2 separate regions of the Mus musculus genome follow, and region 2 is linked to region 1. A link is a contact called in public promoter capture Hi-C data. All regions are on one chromosome and are shown on one strand. Each heading gives the region's core, a stretch centred on a gene start, on an enhancer-like site or on the middle of the called end of the contact. The rest is flanking DNA. Distances are from core to core; before and after follow the strand shown.

Region 1 (7,272 bases), core at 2,962-5,461:
ATGAAGTAGGGAACTGCAAACTGTGTATAGGCCGAGGACAGCCAGTGCCTGCAGGGAGGGGAGAGAGAAGCGGGTGGGCAGGGTCTCAGCAACCCCCAGGGCAGGATGCTCAATGGGGGCGAGTCAGGTCCATAAGGGCTCTCATAATAACTCTGAGTTTTGAGTTTCAGATGCCAGAACTGAGGGATGGTATATGAGAAACCGTCCAAGGTCAGACGGTCTCTCAGATGGACCTCACAATCCCCAGGGTGTCTGTCTTTCTCCCAGTGTCTCTGTCTCTCTCCTTCATCCACCCTTTTCCTCTGCAGTATCATGAGGAGAGGAGACCAGAACACTGCAGATCGAGGGTAAGGACAGAAATGAGCGGAGGCAAGATACAAAGACATCCCCAGTTAGGAACCAATGAGGAAGGCCCAACTCCTATAGCCACCCTGTGGCCCAGCACCAGATGACATAGCGGCTCTCACATACCAGGCACTACGCTGGCACTTAAATATTTACCCAGCAGCAGCTTGTTCACCTCTCACGAAACCCTGTGTTATGGAGAGGTTAAGTACTGTAGCCAAGAGATAACCACAGGAGTCCTTGCTCGGCCCCACTGTCTCGAGAAGGTCAGAGAGTTGGAGCCGGTCCCCAGGGCACCAGAGGGGCTGTCAGTGCAGCCTGCCTTTGCTCCAAGGTGGCAAGTCTATTGTTAGTTCAGGTATGGCCAGCAGTAAAGAGAAACTGCCGAGCAAAGATGCCAAGAACAGAGAGAGTTCTACAGACTTTGGAGTAAACAAATACGGGAAGCACACAGATACGCAACTCTGCGCTTTTTTTTTTTTTCTCTTGAGTCAGCACAGAAGCTTTCTCAAGTCCAGGAATCCTCAGTCAGGCCTGGGGTGGGGATGGGAGACAGAAAGGCCCAGAGGGAACAGAGCAAAGAGCTATCCAGCTAGCCACCATACACCAAGTGAATGCTGGTGAGAGGGTGTGGTGAGAACAGAGCCAGCAGTGGCTTACTCAGGTGGGCTGACCTGGAGCAGGGGACAGCCCTCTCTCAAAGGGACCCATACTGCAGTGTTGTAGAGGGATGTGACCAGGAGCCAGAGTCAGGTGGCAGGGAAGAAGCAGCTAGCTAGAGACAGCAGAAATACAGACAGGACCCAACCGTGCTCAGGGAAGGCTCAGAGCGTGCCTAGGGATGCGTTGAGGGATGGAAGCCATAGGACTCTGGGATGTGAAGAACTAGAAGGGACTCAGCCCTTGGTTGACAAGTGAGGGGTTAGATTCCATGCCTGCTCTCTCAGCAGTTAGGTGCTCAGAAGGAAGGACAGCTGTTGCCCCTGGATTAACCCTGATCCTCCCACCTACCTAAGGATTAAAGGTGGAACAAGGCCAAGAACGGACTTGAGGTTGGGAATGCAAGAGCCAAAAGGTGACCTCTAGCTAAGAATAGGTGAGAAGGAGGTGTCCGGCACCAAGCTTCTCTGGGACCCTTTAGCTGGGGAAGTGGTTGGGAGAGAGCAAGGGGAAGTCACATGGCAAAGGATCCTAAGAGGTGAGCCTCAATACGATGGAGCCAAGAATTGTTCTAGGCACTTAACACACTCAGCTCCTCCCTGCAGAGCTGTTCTGGGGAGGAGTGTGATCTCACTATAAGTCCTAGGAGGAGAGAATTCTCCCATAGGAAAAGAAGAGACAAACATACACCAGAAGGTGGATGGAGACCAGGGTCACCCAGATGATGTCCCCTGAGGCCCAAAGGACACTACAGAAGGGCATTAGAGCCAGAAGTCATGAGTTGAGGAAGGGCATCCTGGGCTCACAGCAAATTTGCCCACGGTGAGCAGGGGAAAAAAAAAAGTGCAGATCAGCACCACGGACAGGGCCCGTGTCCCCTTCACCCTCCTCGGAGCCACTGCTCAGGCCTGGGCCTTTTTGGCAGCACCAAATACTGCAGTAGCTGCTAGTGCCAATTTTTGGCCTCTTCACCCCCAACCCCCACGGCCTGACCCTCTGTGGCCTTGCTGTGTCATCCCTTTCTCTTCTGCCCTGGACCCGTGCTGAGGCTCGTCATGGATTCCAGAAGGAGTGGAGGGGTGAGCCGACATGGTGAGGAGACAGTAAGGGGCTGGATAGGAACAGAGTAGGAGCGATGCAAGAGTTGGAGAAGACATGGCTGGCGTTCAGAACCTAAGACAAGAGCCAGGAAGCTGACCAGGAACTGCTCTGAGGATTTCCTTTGATCTCCTACCCCTGCTTCCTTGCTCCTGACCTTTAAGACAGGACAGGATAAATTTATCCTTGGTATTGAGTTGCAGCAATCACATGAACTTTCTTGATCCCGAGTTTAGGGACCACTACAGATCTGGGGGATCCCAGGTCCCACATACAGACCGCTGGGACCTGGGCGGGGTGGTCCTGAGGCACTCACTGGTCATCTATGATGTGCTTGCAGGAAGTGGAGACTATGTAGCCAGCTGTGGAGGCCATGATGGCTTGGACAGAGGACACCAACCTAGGAAGACAGAGGAAGGAGTGACAATCAGGTGTGCGTCTCCCGTCTCTGTGTTGTGGAAACCCTACCCCTCAGGATTCCACATCAGCCTCCACCTAAGCCAGGCTTTCCCACCATCACTTTCAGCCAAGCTGCGCTTAGCTTCCATCCTCAGTTCCCGCCTCTCCCAGCCTTCTTCATTCCTAGTTTGTGCCAGTGGAATCATCTTCTTCCCAGGACACCAGGGAGGCGTCCTGAGGTGAGCCAGTGCCTAACAGTGAGCTCTCTCTCCCTGGGGAGGGAGGGAAGGGACCCATGAGGGCTAAGGGAGTCCCAGTTGTCCCTGCACCCAGACACCATGAGGCTCATACTTAGAGTCACTGGCCCCAGTGACCCCAGCCCCCCCCCCCCCCACACACACACTTTCCCACTATTTTCCTGATTCTTACCATGGCCCTCTTCCTGGCGGCCCTATTCTAGAGATATACAAGTTTCACTGTCTACTTTTCTACACCTTGACCCCCAAACACTAGCCCTGAAAAACACAGTCTTGCCCCTTGGCTTGCTCCTGGGTGTCTTGTGGGACTGTTTAGTCACATGCTGCCCTGCTTTAGAGGGAGGATAGGAAGGTGCTAAGGGAAGCAAGCTCAAGCTCAATAGTAGTCCAGATGGCTGGGTTTCAATGAGGTCCAAGGAGGGAAGGAAGCTTGGATGTAACCTACCCACCACTACTGAGCCCAGGGGCGTGCTGGGGTCCCTTCCCCATGAAGCCTGTTGGAGAGAGAGGGGCTGAACTCTCGGGGAAGGCATGCCATTTACCTGGCGGAGACAATGACTGCGTCGGCCTCCTCCCAGCGCAGCTGGGGCAGCCTCTGGAGCGTGTTCTTGGATAGGAGGAAGAGTCCGGGGAACACCACCCCCCCAGCCACCATTGGGGTAAGCATGGTGACTTGAACCCGGGCAGGGAGACCAGAGGGTCCAGAAGGGACAGGAAGGCCAAATTGAGGGAGGGAGTTGGAGGTGAAGAAGGGATTGCCAAGCCAGAAAGGGAGAGAGAAAGAGGGAGGGGGAGGCACAAAGGGGCCAGGGCGGGGACAGGATGGGACAAGAGGACCAGTTCAGGGCAAGGGAGAAAGGGACTTCAATGAGATTGGGGACACAGAAAGAAAGGGCTAGCTAGGTGGCGGGGGGGGGGGGGGGACGACAGAGCGCTGGTGAGAGGATGGGGAGAGACTACCAAGGGAGGACTTGATGAGAGGACCAAGAGGGAGAGGGGACAGGAGGAGGAAGATGCAGTGGGGGAGGGGAGGGAGAACCGCGGCAGGTGGGGGGGGGGCTTACGTGGAGAGGCTGGGAGGGCCCAAGGAGGCGGGGTGGGGGACGGTGGTGCCAGCCCTGAAAAAAGGGAGGGAGGAAAGGACGGAGCGGAGCGGAGCGGAGGCGCAGCTGGGCAAGCGGTCACCAGTCAACACCGCTCTCCCGCCACCACAGGCTACCACCTCCTCCTGCTGCTGCCGCTAGAGCCCCGCTGCCCTGTGCAGACACCGCACATGGCATTATAGAGTTGGTGCCCAGCCCCCTGCCCCCTCTGTGAGGAGGGGGAGGGGGAGGGGAAGCCACCAGCTTGGGGAGGGTGGGAGAGGGGGAGGGAAATGATGGCACCGACCAGACACCAAGAAACCGGACCTGCAGCAGCGTTGTCTCCCATGCAGCTCTGAGCCACAGCAGCGGCTGCGACAGAGATGGGGGGGGACAAGGAAAGAGGGAGGGGGAGGCCCTTAAAGAGACAGGAGCTGCAGTGCAGGGGGCTGCTGGGGACAAGGGCTTAGGGAAAGGATGGCTCTTCTCTTAAACCCCCCCCCCCCCCCGGACACCTCCACCTAGCAGGAGTACTGAGCCGCCTTTCCTGTCAGCACTTTAAAAATGTCTGGCATTTCCTTCTGCTGGTGCTTATAAACATAAATGGGTGTCCCTCAGTGGCCTGCAGGGATCTCAGCTTAGGGGTGCTCACTCCAGCCAAGAAGATTTCCTGAAGAAAGCAGCCTGAGTAGATGGTGTGTTCCCTGAAGGCACAGATAGGAACAAGCCATTTCACGGTGTCCTTCAGACCCACAGCCCCCTCCACCCCGCCCGTCCGCCTCTCCAGTCAGAGGGAGTGGAAACTACATCAGTCACCTCGCTTGCACTCCGACTCGCACCACAACGAGTCACTCCCTCAGGAGTGTGGCTCACTATTGTGACAGCCCAGGGGGAAATCTATGCTCCTATGCTCTTCAGAGGTCAGGGGATAGCCCTGAGGTGGGAGCCAAGGTTCCCCAAGATCAGAAAGTTAAGATGTGACAGGAACAGAGCTAAGTGGGAAGAGATGGCTGGCTGTCAGAGCCCTCCAGCATGGCTTTGATGGCTAGCACCAGGGCACTGGGAGACAGGAAGCAGTCATGTAGACCTGGTGGCACTCCAGGAGCAGGAGGATCACTCCTGGTAGCCAGCTTGGGCGACAGAGGAAGTGCTCGCCTGGGAGAGAGGGTTAGAAGGTGGGCTTGAAGAGCAGAGGGTGCTTGCTGCCTGGAAAACCCAGTGGAGTTATGGAAGCCGGGGCCCCTCCCTCAGGCCAATGGCCTCCTGGAGTCCCCTTTTCCTTGTTGCCTTGGTTCCCTGTCCTCGGCCACTCCTCAGAACAGTCCTGCTTACACAGAAGAGCCTGGTGGCTGGCTGACTCAACTTCCTCCTTTAATCCAAGGGGAAGAGCAGCCCCGTGCTTTGGCCAGGGTAATTTAGGCCTAGCACACAACTACTAATGCTCACTCTCACATGGCCTCTTAGAGCCTGGCCTTTCCCAAACCCATCTGTCCTTCAGACTTGTATATCATGGGGACTGACACCTCACTGTAGCTTGAGTTTCTCACTGACCCTGAGATGAGCCTACTTATCTACTGACAACTGACCTTTCCAGCCCACAGCCTACTCCCTCTGCGCCCTAGAGGAAGGGGCCAATTCGCTATTTTGTGCTGCCCTCTAGTGGCAGTCTGTGGGAGTGGCTGAGGGAAGTCTTGACACCCGCAGGAGTTGGGGCTACTATTAGAGACCTTCGTAGACCTGGAAACCACAGGGGAAGAGGTCCACTTTCCCAGGTCTTACTACAGACTGAGCATGGTTTATGTCAATGCTTCTTAAGTCTTCTAGGGGTTGAGGAAGGAGAAACCAAGGCTTAGAGGGTTTATTAAAGTGTCAAGATAACATAGCTATGTTCATTATTAGTAAAGTAGGATTTCAAGCTTATGTTTGCTTCACTTCAGGAAAATCCAAAGACAGTGGTGACAGGAGGCAGAGGAGGCAGAGCCCTGGGGTGCACAGGAGACAGAGGAGGCAGAGCCCTGGGGCTTCCAGGACAACCAGGTCTATACAGCAAAATCCCGGCAAAAATCCCAGGCTAGTCAGGAATACATAGGAGACCCTGTCAAAAAATAGATGCACTTAGCCTAGCTTGAGCTACTAGATGAAGGGACAGGCCTGAAATTCCAGCACTCAGAAGGCTGAGGCAGGAGGCTCACTAAGAGTAACGGGATAAAACAAAATACAAAACCTTTCAAAAGTTAGAAGATGTAACCTGGGCTACAGAGAGAGACCCTACCTAAAAAACAAAACAAAAAATAACACACACAAAAACAAAACAGCAAGGAACAAAAGCACCAAGGCTCTAAGCTGGGGCGGTGACATGGATCAGAACGTGTCTGTGAACACAGACGTGGTCAGGGGATCCAGAGCTGACTGTGGATAGCACAGGCTGCAGCAGAACAAGACAGGTTTCGGGTTTGTGCTTTTGATTTTCGTTTTTCTTTTCTGGGGATTTACAGAGTCTCCTCGGTAAATTCTGCCTTTGAGGGCTCAGGAGCTACCTAGCACATCAGGGGCTCGGGGCTCCATACCCAGCATTGAAAAGAAAGAAAAACAAAAACAAAAACAACCCTGAAGCACTGCTTTCTGCACACCCCAGTCCCAGCTCCACCCCGGCATTGTTCACCTTTATAGTAACAGCCCGAGGGCCCAACCTCTCCCACAAATACATTTTTTCCCCAGTATGATGTTGCCAGCAGAAGATAGTATCTCCTTAAATTCTCGTCTGAGTTGTCGGTTAAAAAGCAACCACTTAGCCGGGCGTGGTGGAGCACACCTTTAATCCCAGCACTTGGGAGGCAGAGGCAGGCGGATTTCTGAGTTCAAGGCCAGCCTGGTCTACAAAGTGAGTTCCAGGACAGCCAGGGTTACAGAAAAACCCTGTCTCAAAAAACCAAAAACCAAAAACTAAACCAAATAACAACAACAACAACCAAAAAACCACTTTCAGGCCAGTGGGAGGACTCAGCACGTTAAAGGCGCCTGTTGCCAATCTGAGTTCAATCCCTTGAACACGTGGAAGAGAACCATCCACAAGTGTCCTCTGACCTCCACATGTGAGCCGCGCCATGTGCACCCCCTCCGAATAAATGTTAAGAATTCTAAGCCGGGCAGTGGTGGCACACGCCTTTAATCCCAGCACTTGGGAGGCAGAGGCAGGTGGATTTCTGAGTTCAAGGCCAGCCTGGTGTACAGAGTGAGTTCCAGGACAGCTAGGACTGCACAGAGAAACCCTGTCTCAAAAAACCAAAAAAAAAAAAAAAATCTAAAAAAGTAAATAAAGGTTCAATTGTCAGCACAAACATCCCTGCCCAAGGCCAGGTTGGATCATAAAGTAAAGCTCTATCTCTGGGGAAAGCCTGAGATGCAGCTGGGTGGGAGAGCGCCTGCCTGGC
Region 2 (7,272 bases), core at 1,833-4,332, 220 kb before region 1:
AACAGTTAAGATTTATGCTTTCTCGATGGACAATGGCTCATACCTTTGATAATAGCATTAGAAGGCTAAAGGCCAGGGAATTGCTTAGAATGTGAGGCCAGTCTGACACACAGTAAGATCCAATCTAGCCTAGAATATTGAGTGAAAGCATGTAGCTGGAATTTGCTATTTTGTGGGTTTTTCTTTACACACACACACACACACACACACACACACACTGTTTCCTAACACTAGATAGGAGAGAAACAAGGTTAGAGGGGAAAGAGGAAGCCCATATTCTACACCTGGGATTAAAATGAAAACACATTCTTATAATATTTTTGTGTTTTGTAAGGAACCAAAATTTCAGAATTCTCATTACATGAACCTGCCCCTCCCCCCTGGAAAAAAAATGCTGGGTGATGGCGTTTGTCTTAAATCCCAGCAGAGCAGGAAGATCTCTTTGAGGCCAGCCTGGTCTATAGAGTTCCAGGACAGCCAAGTTTACACAGAGAAACTCTGTCTTTTTTTTTTTTTTAAGATTTATTTATTTATTTTATGTATATGAGTACACTGTCGCTGTCGTCAGGCACACACCAGAAGAGAGCACTGCATCTCATTACAGATGGTTGTGAGCCACCATGTGGTTGCTGGGAATTGAACTCAGGACCTCTGGAAGAGCAGTCAAGTGCTCTTAACCACCGAACCATCTCTCCAGCCCCAAGAAACTCTGTCTTGAAGACAAAACAACAGCAACAAAAGGCTGAGCCTGGTGGTCCATAACTATAACCCAAGCACTCGGAGGGGTGGGTCACCTCAGTTTTGATGTCGGCCTGGTCTACACAGAAAGTGCCATCCCATCCATCAACACACAAGGTGTATCTCAAACACACACACAACTACTCCTTTAGCAGTTATGGGGGTGTGCGGTACTATAATTACCCAAACTGTTCCATGTCCCATGGCTCTCGTTTCCCTCCTGTCAGTCTGTTCCCTTCTCAGCCACCCCCCTGTTTAGCCTCTGAGAACCTTCCTTCTGCTCTCCACTCCCAGGAGCCCCACATTCTTGTTCCATATGTAAATGAAGTGACACGCTTTTTGTCCTTCCTTAGCCTGGCTTTTTTCATTGAGCATAATCTCCAAGTTCATGCGCGTCGTTACAAACGGTTGGATTTAGGACTAAAGCTAGGATAGATAAACAAATTATTAGTGTCTAAATAATGGCGTTCCAGTGATGGGGAACTCTGTATATGTAAAGTAAAAAGAAGGCTGAGTGGGCCTTGGGATGCCAGCACTTGCTGTCTGGCAGCAGTCAGAGGAGAGAGGAAGCTTTAGGAAGCAATGGAAATGAGGAGTGATGCACAGAACAGGTAAGGACATTGAATGGAGCGCTTACTGCCAATGCTTAATGCTTAGCTACCAGGACATCATTAATTGAGACAGAGTGCCTGGGAATTTCAGAAAGCTGAAGCTAAGCTGTAGTTGATACAGATTGACTGGGAAATGAGAAAATATTTGGAGCGTATGTTTGAGTCTAGAATGCCAGACAAAAGGTCAGTTCTTGAGGACACCAAATCTGGGCCCCCCTCCCCATCTGATGAGTCTACACACATTTTTGTGTGCTTTGCCTTCAATAAATTTCAAGGTTAGCCTAGTCTACATAGTAAGTTCGAGGACAACCAGGGCCACTTAGAGAGACCCCCATCTCTAAATAAATAAATAACAGCAACAACAAAACATTCAGAGTGGTGCAAAGTTTTTACATATCAAACTGAAAGTTTGCTTTTAAGAATTCAGAAGTAAGACGGGCAGTGGTGGTGCACACCTTTAATCCCAGCATTTTGGAAGCAGAAGCAGGCAGATTTCTGAGTTCAAGGTCAGCCTGGTCTACAGAGTGAGTTTCAGGACAGCCAGGGCTATACAGAGGAAATCCTGTCTCGAAGAAGAAAAAGAAAGGAAAAAAAAAAAAAAAGAATTTAGAAGTAATAACCAAAATGTCAAACAGTCCAGTTTCCATTTCCATGGTAATGAAGTTAACCTTAAGTCACTAGACTGTGACCAATCAGTTCTTGATTGTGTGAAATGCCGTCTCATTCTAGACCTGTAAATTGTGCTAGTCAATATCTTTGAATTTAGCTGGGTGTAGTGACACACAACTTTGATTCCTGTCTTTAGTCCCAGCACCAGGAAGGCAAAGACAGACAGGTCTCTGTGAGTTTGAGTCCAGTTTAGTCTACACCATTCTGGGACAGCCAGGGCTACCTAAAGATAATCTGTCTCACTGTGGTCCTTCATGGTTAGATGGCAAAGTGTTGCAGCTTCCAGGGCAGAAGAGCGCAGGTCTTTGTTAGTTTAAACCCAGCCTGGTCTACATAGTGAGTTACAATGTTGCTAGTTAGAGACCCAAAGACCACCAAAGTCTGGTTTGACAATCTGTATTAAGTCGCTAGAAAATTCCTGGAAAGAAACTCCTCACAAAGCAGTCTCAACTGCATTTTACAGAAGCTTTTAAAGGTAAAGAGCACACAAAAACTACATCCTGTTTGGCAGTTGCAGGGCAAAGGAAAGCAAGCAGTTTAACAGAAGCCAAACGCATGCAATTAGCTGGGGGCATTTTGTCCCAAGATTCTAAAACAGGGCTGGGAACTTTCCCACAGTAAGAAAAAAAAAAGGGGTGGTGGTGGGGGAGTCAAGTTCAAAGAGGAACTTTTTGCCTTCTCACACCAGGACAGCCAGGGCTACAAAGAGATTCTGTCCGCTCCAAAAGGCAAAAATTGTATTCAGAGCTGGGAACTTTGAATATAGAATCAATCAAGTGCTTTCAGAAGAAAAGCTGAGAAGGAAAAGTCGGGCGAAAGTCTGCATTTAGCCAATTCCAACCTGGCAATTCAAAAGCCTGAAAGTGCAGGGACCTCAGTTACTGACCATTTAGTGACAGACTCCAGGGCCCTATCCCTGGGAATATTTTGCTTTCGAGACCGGAAGTGAGCCCGAGACGGCGGAATTACGGTAAATTAGAACCGAAACTTCCGGCGGCACGTAGCTGCGATTGGTCGAATCTGAGAGGGAGGCGGGGCCCCGGTAATTCAAAAGAGAGAAGCGGGCCGAAGAAGGGAAGGCTATGAGCTTAAGGGCTAAGACGTGTCCGCAGCGACGGGAGATGGCGTCGGCCACCTCAGGTACGCGGGCCGGGAGGAGGGAGCACCACTGCGTGAGACTTACAGAGTAGCAGTGGTCCCGGAAAATCCAGCCGGCGCGGGGCGGAAGGGCGAGGGGACGCTGGCTGGCGGGCGTGGAGGTGGGCGCCACCGCACCCTGTCCTCTATTCGCTGCCTTCGGCGGTGTAGAGGGGGTTGAGACCCTGCCGAGGCTCCAGCTCCTGTCTAGAGCCTGAGCGCTAATGTGTGCGCTTCAATTTGTGTCATCTGTAAAGCCGGGCAGCCACCCGTCTGTAAAGACTGAGCAGCGAAGAGCCTCTTTATCTGTCTGTCTGTCTGTCTGTCTGTTCAGAGATCCCACTCCGACTGAAGGCTGTGTGAGATCACACGGCAAAGGAAAATCCTTTCCCTCCAGCCTTGGAACCGGATGCTGTTTTCCTGGTGAAAAGGCTGGCTGCCAGGAGATTCCAAATCTTTCCTAAGACGATTTGCGTATGCGTGTCTTTCCTCTTTCTATAGGCCGAAATCTGGCCTGTTTGTTTGGCTTTGGGGGAGGCAGACCTTTAGGAGAACGCCTCAGCCAGGCAGTGCTGCAAGCATTTTGTGATGAACCGTTTAATGTTGTACAGAGCTCTGAGGTCATGACTGTTAATGCCCTGTCTTTAACAAAAAGCTTTAATTTTATCAATGTGTGCCACCTATGTGTGGATCTCCGCAGAAGCCAGAAGTGTTGGACCCTCTAAAGCTGGAGTTACTGGCAGCTGTGAGCCACCAGATGTGGACCCTGGGAACCAAACTCAGAACCTCTAGAAAACTAATAGGCACTCAATTTCTAAGGCTCACCAGCCCCCTGTACTTGTGTTTTGACAAGAGGAAGCAGGCATAAATGGGGTAGATAGCTTCTTCAAGATAGCACAACTAGTAAATATTGGGAATCTAAATTCACACTCAGGTAGTTACACTGTAATGCCTCTGCCCTTGACAGTTATGTCCGAATACAGACTCTGAGACCCAGGGTGCTTGGTATGTAGTAAACGTTAAAGTGCTGAAAGACTGTTAGCCCTTTCCAAGAAATTACAATCATTTTCAAATAGTCCCATAAACAAATGTAGTATGAGGAAATACATTGGTAGAAAAGCATAAACTTGTAGTGTAGAATCTGAAACAAACCTTTGGGTATTTTGAGAAATCTTTATTAAGAAATGGTAATTGGAAGCTGAGTGGTGGCGCACACCTTTAATCCCAGAACTCAAGAGGCAGAGGCAGGTGGATCTCAGTTCAAGGCCAGCCTGGTCTACAGAGTGGGTTCCAGGACAGCCAGGGCTACACAGAGAAACCCTGTCTGGAAAAACCAAAATAAGAGAAGGGAAGAGAGAGAAATGATAGTTAGGACTGAGAGAGGAGCTGGGTTTAGTGCTCTGTAATTCCAGTAACGGTCCCGTTCACCAGGCTTGGACATGGTGCACATACTTTCGTGCCGAATTTTGAATTCCATTAGTCAGATAGGATTCAGACCGAGAGACTGATTGCCTCCTGGATCTCCATGCAGGCAGGCAAAACACGTACATAAAAAGATAGTGAAAATGGTAGTTAAAGTGGGTTCAGAGGTTGGGTGGACTTTTACTCAACCTTGAAAATATCAAAAAGAGCAAGCGTTGCTTAGCAATAAAAGAGGCCAGGAAGATTGTGGTGAATGGTTGTCTCTTCCTAGTAGAGAGGAGCAAGCTGGGAGCACCGCTCAGCGGTAAAGTCCTTGTCCCGGAAGCCTGAGGACTGAGTTTCATCCCATGTTGAGGAACACTAGGGTTTGATCTTTGGCCTCCATGCCCATGTGCATTCGCACATAGGTGTGGGTGTGCACAAACAGAAGAAGAATTAAAACCTACCACTGGTGTGATCCTCACACGCAAAAGGCCAAGGTAGGAGGATTGGGAGCTCAGGGCCAGCTTTTCTCAAAAAACAAAAACATATTTAAGAAGATAGAGCCAGCCGGGTTTGGTGGCGCATGCCTTTAATCCCAGCACTTGGGAGGCAGAGGCAGGCAGATTTCTGAGTTCGAGGCCAGCCTGGTCTACAAAGTGAGTTCCAGGACAGCCAGAGCTATACAGAGAAACCCTGTCTCGAAAAACCAAAAAAAAAAAAAAAAAAAAAGGTAGAGCCAAGGCTAGCAAGATGGCTCAGCTGCTAAGAAAATTGGATGTTCTTCCAGAGAATCCTGGTTGGGTTCCCAGCACCCACATGGTGGCTCACAACCATCTATAACTCCAGTTTTGGAAGATCTGATGCCCTCTTCTGGCTTCCACGGTCATCGGGAATGTATGAGGTTCTCTTAGGGTTATCATTGCTGTGATGAAACACAGTGACCAAAAGCAAGTTTATGTGGCTTACACTCCCACATTTTAATCCATCACTGAAGGAAGTCAGGACAGGAATGCAAGCAGGGTTGCAACTGATACTCAGGAGCTGATGCAGGGGCCATGGAGGGATGCTGTTTACTTCATCCGCTCACTCTCCGTTCACCATGGCCTGCTTTCCTACAAGACCCAGGACTACCAACCCAAGGATACTGACACCACCCGAGTCAGTCACTAGTTAAGAAAATGTTCTACAGCTTTTTCTTATGGAGGCTTTTGCTCCACTGAGATTGCTACCTTTCAGGTGACTCCAGTTTATATCAAATTGATATAAAACTAGCCAGCACAGTAGCACACAGACATACATAACATCAGAGAAATTTTAAATTAAAAAGAGTTAACAGGTATTGATGACTGTGGGAAGAAAGAAAACAGTTAAAAATTCTTCTTGTGGGGGGTCTGAGCTATTTGTGGGTGTTAGCAAAGTGAGGAAACAGTTGCAGAGATGGGCAAGGGAAGAGTTTAGTACAGGTGGAATTTGAGGTACCTAAGAACATCCAGGAGAAGCTAGATGGTAGCTTGGGCGGAAGCTCTGCCAGCCAGAGACAGCTCTTTAATAGGAAGTGCTAAGGAGGAGTCATCAACTTGAAGATGGTTTGTTTTTTTGTGTTTTTTTTTCCGGTTTTTCAAGACAGGGTTTCTCTGTATAGCCCTGCTGTCCTGGAACTCACTGTGTAGACCAGACTGGCCTCAAACTCAGAAATCCTCCTGCCTCTGCCTCCCGCCCGAGTGCTGGGATTAAAGGCGTGCACCACCACCACCCGGGTGAAGATAATATTTTTAAAAGGAACAAAAGATAATTGGTGCCAAGAGAGCAGGTGACTGTGCCTGTGAAGTGAATCTGAGCTATCTCACCTAGGGACGTTTGTACCCCAGTGAACATGTGGAAGCGTCTGGAGACGGTTTGCTCATTACAACTTGGAGGTGAATAAGGAGAGTGCTACCGGGGTTGAACAGTTTACAGTGTGACAGCCTCGAAACAAAGAACTATACAACTCAGAATGCTAGTAATACAAAAGTTGACAGAGGATGGGACATAGGGAAAGCATTTAATTAAGATTGCTAAACTGAGGAATAGTCAGGAAAACTAATAAGATAACCAGGGAAATGGATGGCTGGGAAACTTGTCTCACAAGTGTGCTGGGTTTTGAATTCCTTCAGGAAGGAGGTCAGGGTTCAGACTCAGGCACTGAGTGTCTAGCACTATAGAGGCCCCTTATGATCGCAAAACAAACCAACCAAACTGAAACAATTTTAGAATAAATGATCCAGGCTTGAATCTCTCTGAACTTTGTTATGATACTTTCCAAGATAAGATAAATTATTATGAGCCTGGCGTGGTGGCGCACACCTTTAGTCCCAGCACTTGGGAGGCAGAGGCAGGTGGATTTCTGAGTTCAAGGCCAGCCTGGTCTACAAAGTGAGTTCCAGGAGAGCCAAGGCTACCCAGAGAAACCCTGTCTCCAAAAACAAAAACAAACAAACAAAAAAAGACTTATTTATTTTATATATGTGAGTACACTGTAGCTGTCTTCAGACACATCAGATCCCATTACAGATGGTTGTGAGCCACCATGTGGGTGCTGGGAATTCAACTCAGGACCTCTGGAAGAGCAGTCAATGCTCTTAACTGCTGAGCCATCTCTCCAGCCCCAGAGATTCTTTTTTTTTTTTTTTTTAACCTGTAAATAGAGGCTTGGGGCTGGAGGGAGGGCTCATCT

Evidence for each region. Promoter capture Hi-C pulls out the DNA fragments that hold promoters and counts their contacts.
Region 2: a contact with region 1 is called in a promoter capture Hi-C map of hematopoietic stem and progenitor cells. The contact joins the promoter of Kif22 here to the promoter of Tlcd3b in region 1. A contact is called at or near these places in 21 of 39 promoter capture datasets (the 3T3-L1 cell line, the C10 cell line, the HPC-7 cell line and 14 more), 11 of 484 Hi-C or Micro-C datasets (CD4 T cells, the G1E-ER4 cell line, bone marrow-derived macrophages and 7 more), 26 of 115 datasets of contacts at active chromatin or transcription factors (the 230-238 cell line, the HPC-7 cell line, the NIH/3T3 cell line and 18 more) and 5 of 9 other capture datasets (adipose tissue, embryonic stem cells, liver and 2 more).

What each region holds. Positions count from the first base shown.
Region 1 is chr7:126,820,242-126,827,513 of GRCm38.p6, reverse strand. Tlcd3b (TLC domain containing 3B) reads right to left here and starts at 4,211. Exons shown (of 5, transcript NM_029978.1): 1 at 3,302-4,211; 2 at 2,420-2,503; 3 at 1-48. The coding sequence starts at 3,426.
Region 2 is chr7:127,038,230-127,045,501 of GRCm38.p6, reverse strand. It overlaps Kif22 (kinesin family member 22), which reads left to right and starts at 3,082. Exons shown (of 14, transcript NM_145588.1): 1 at 3,082-3,158. The coding sequence starts at 3,101.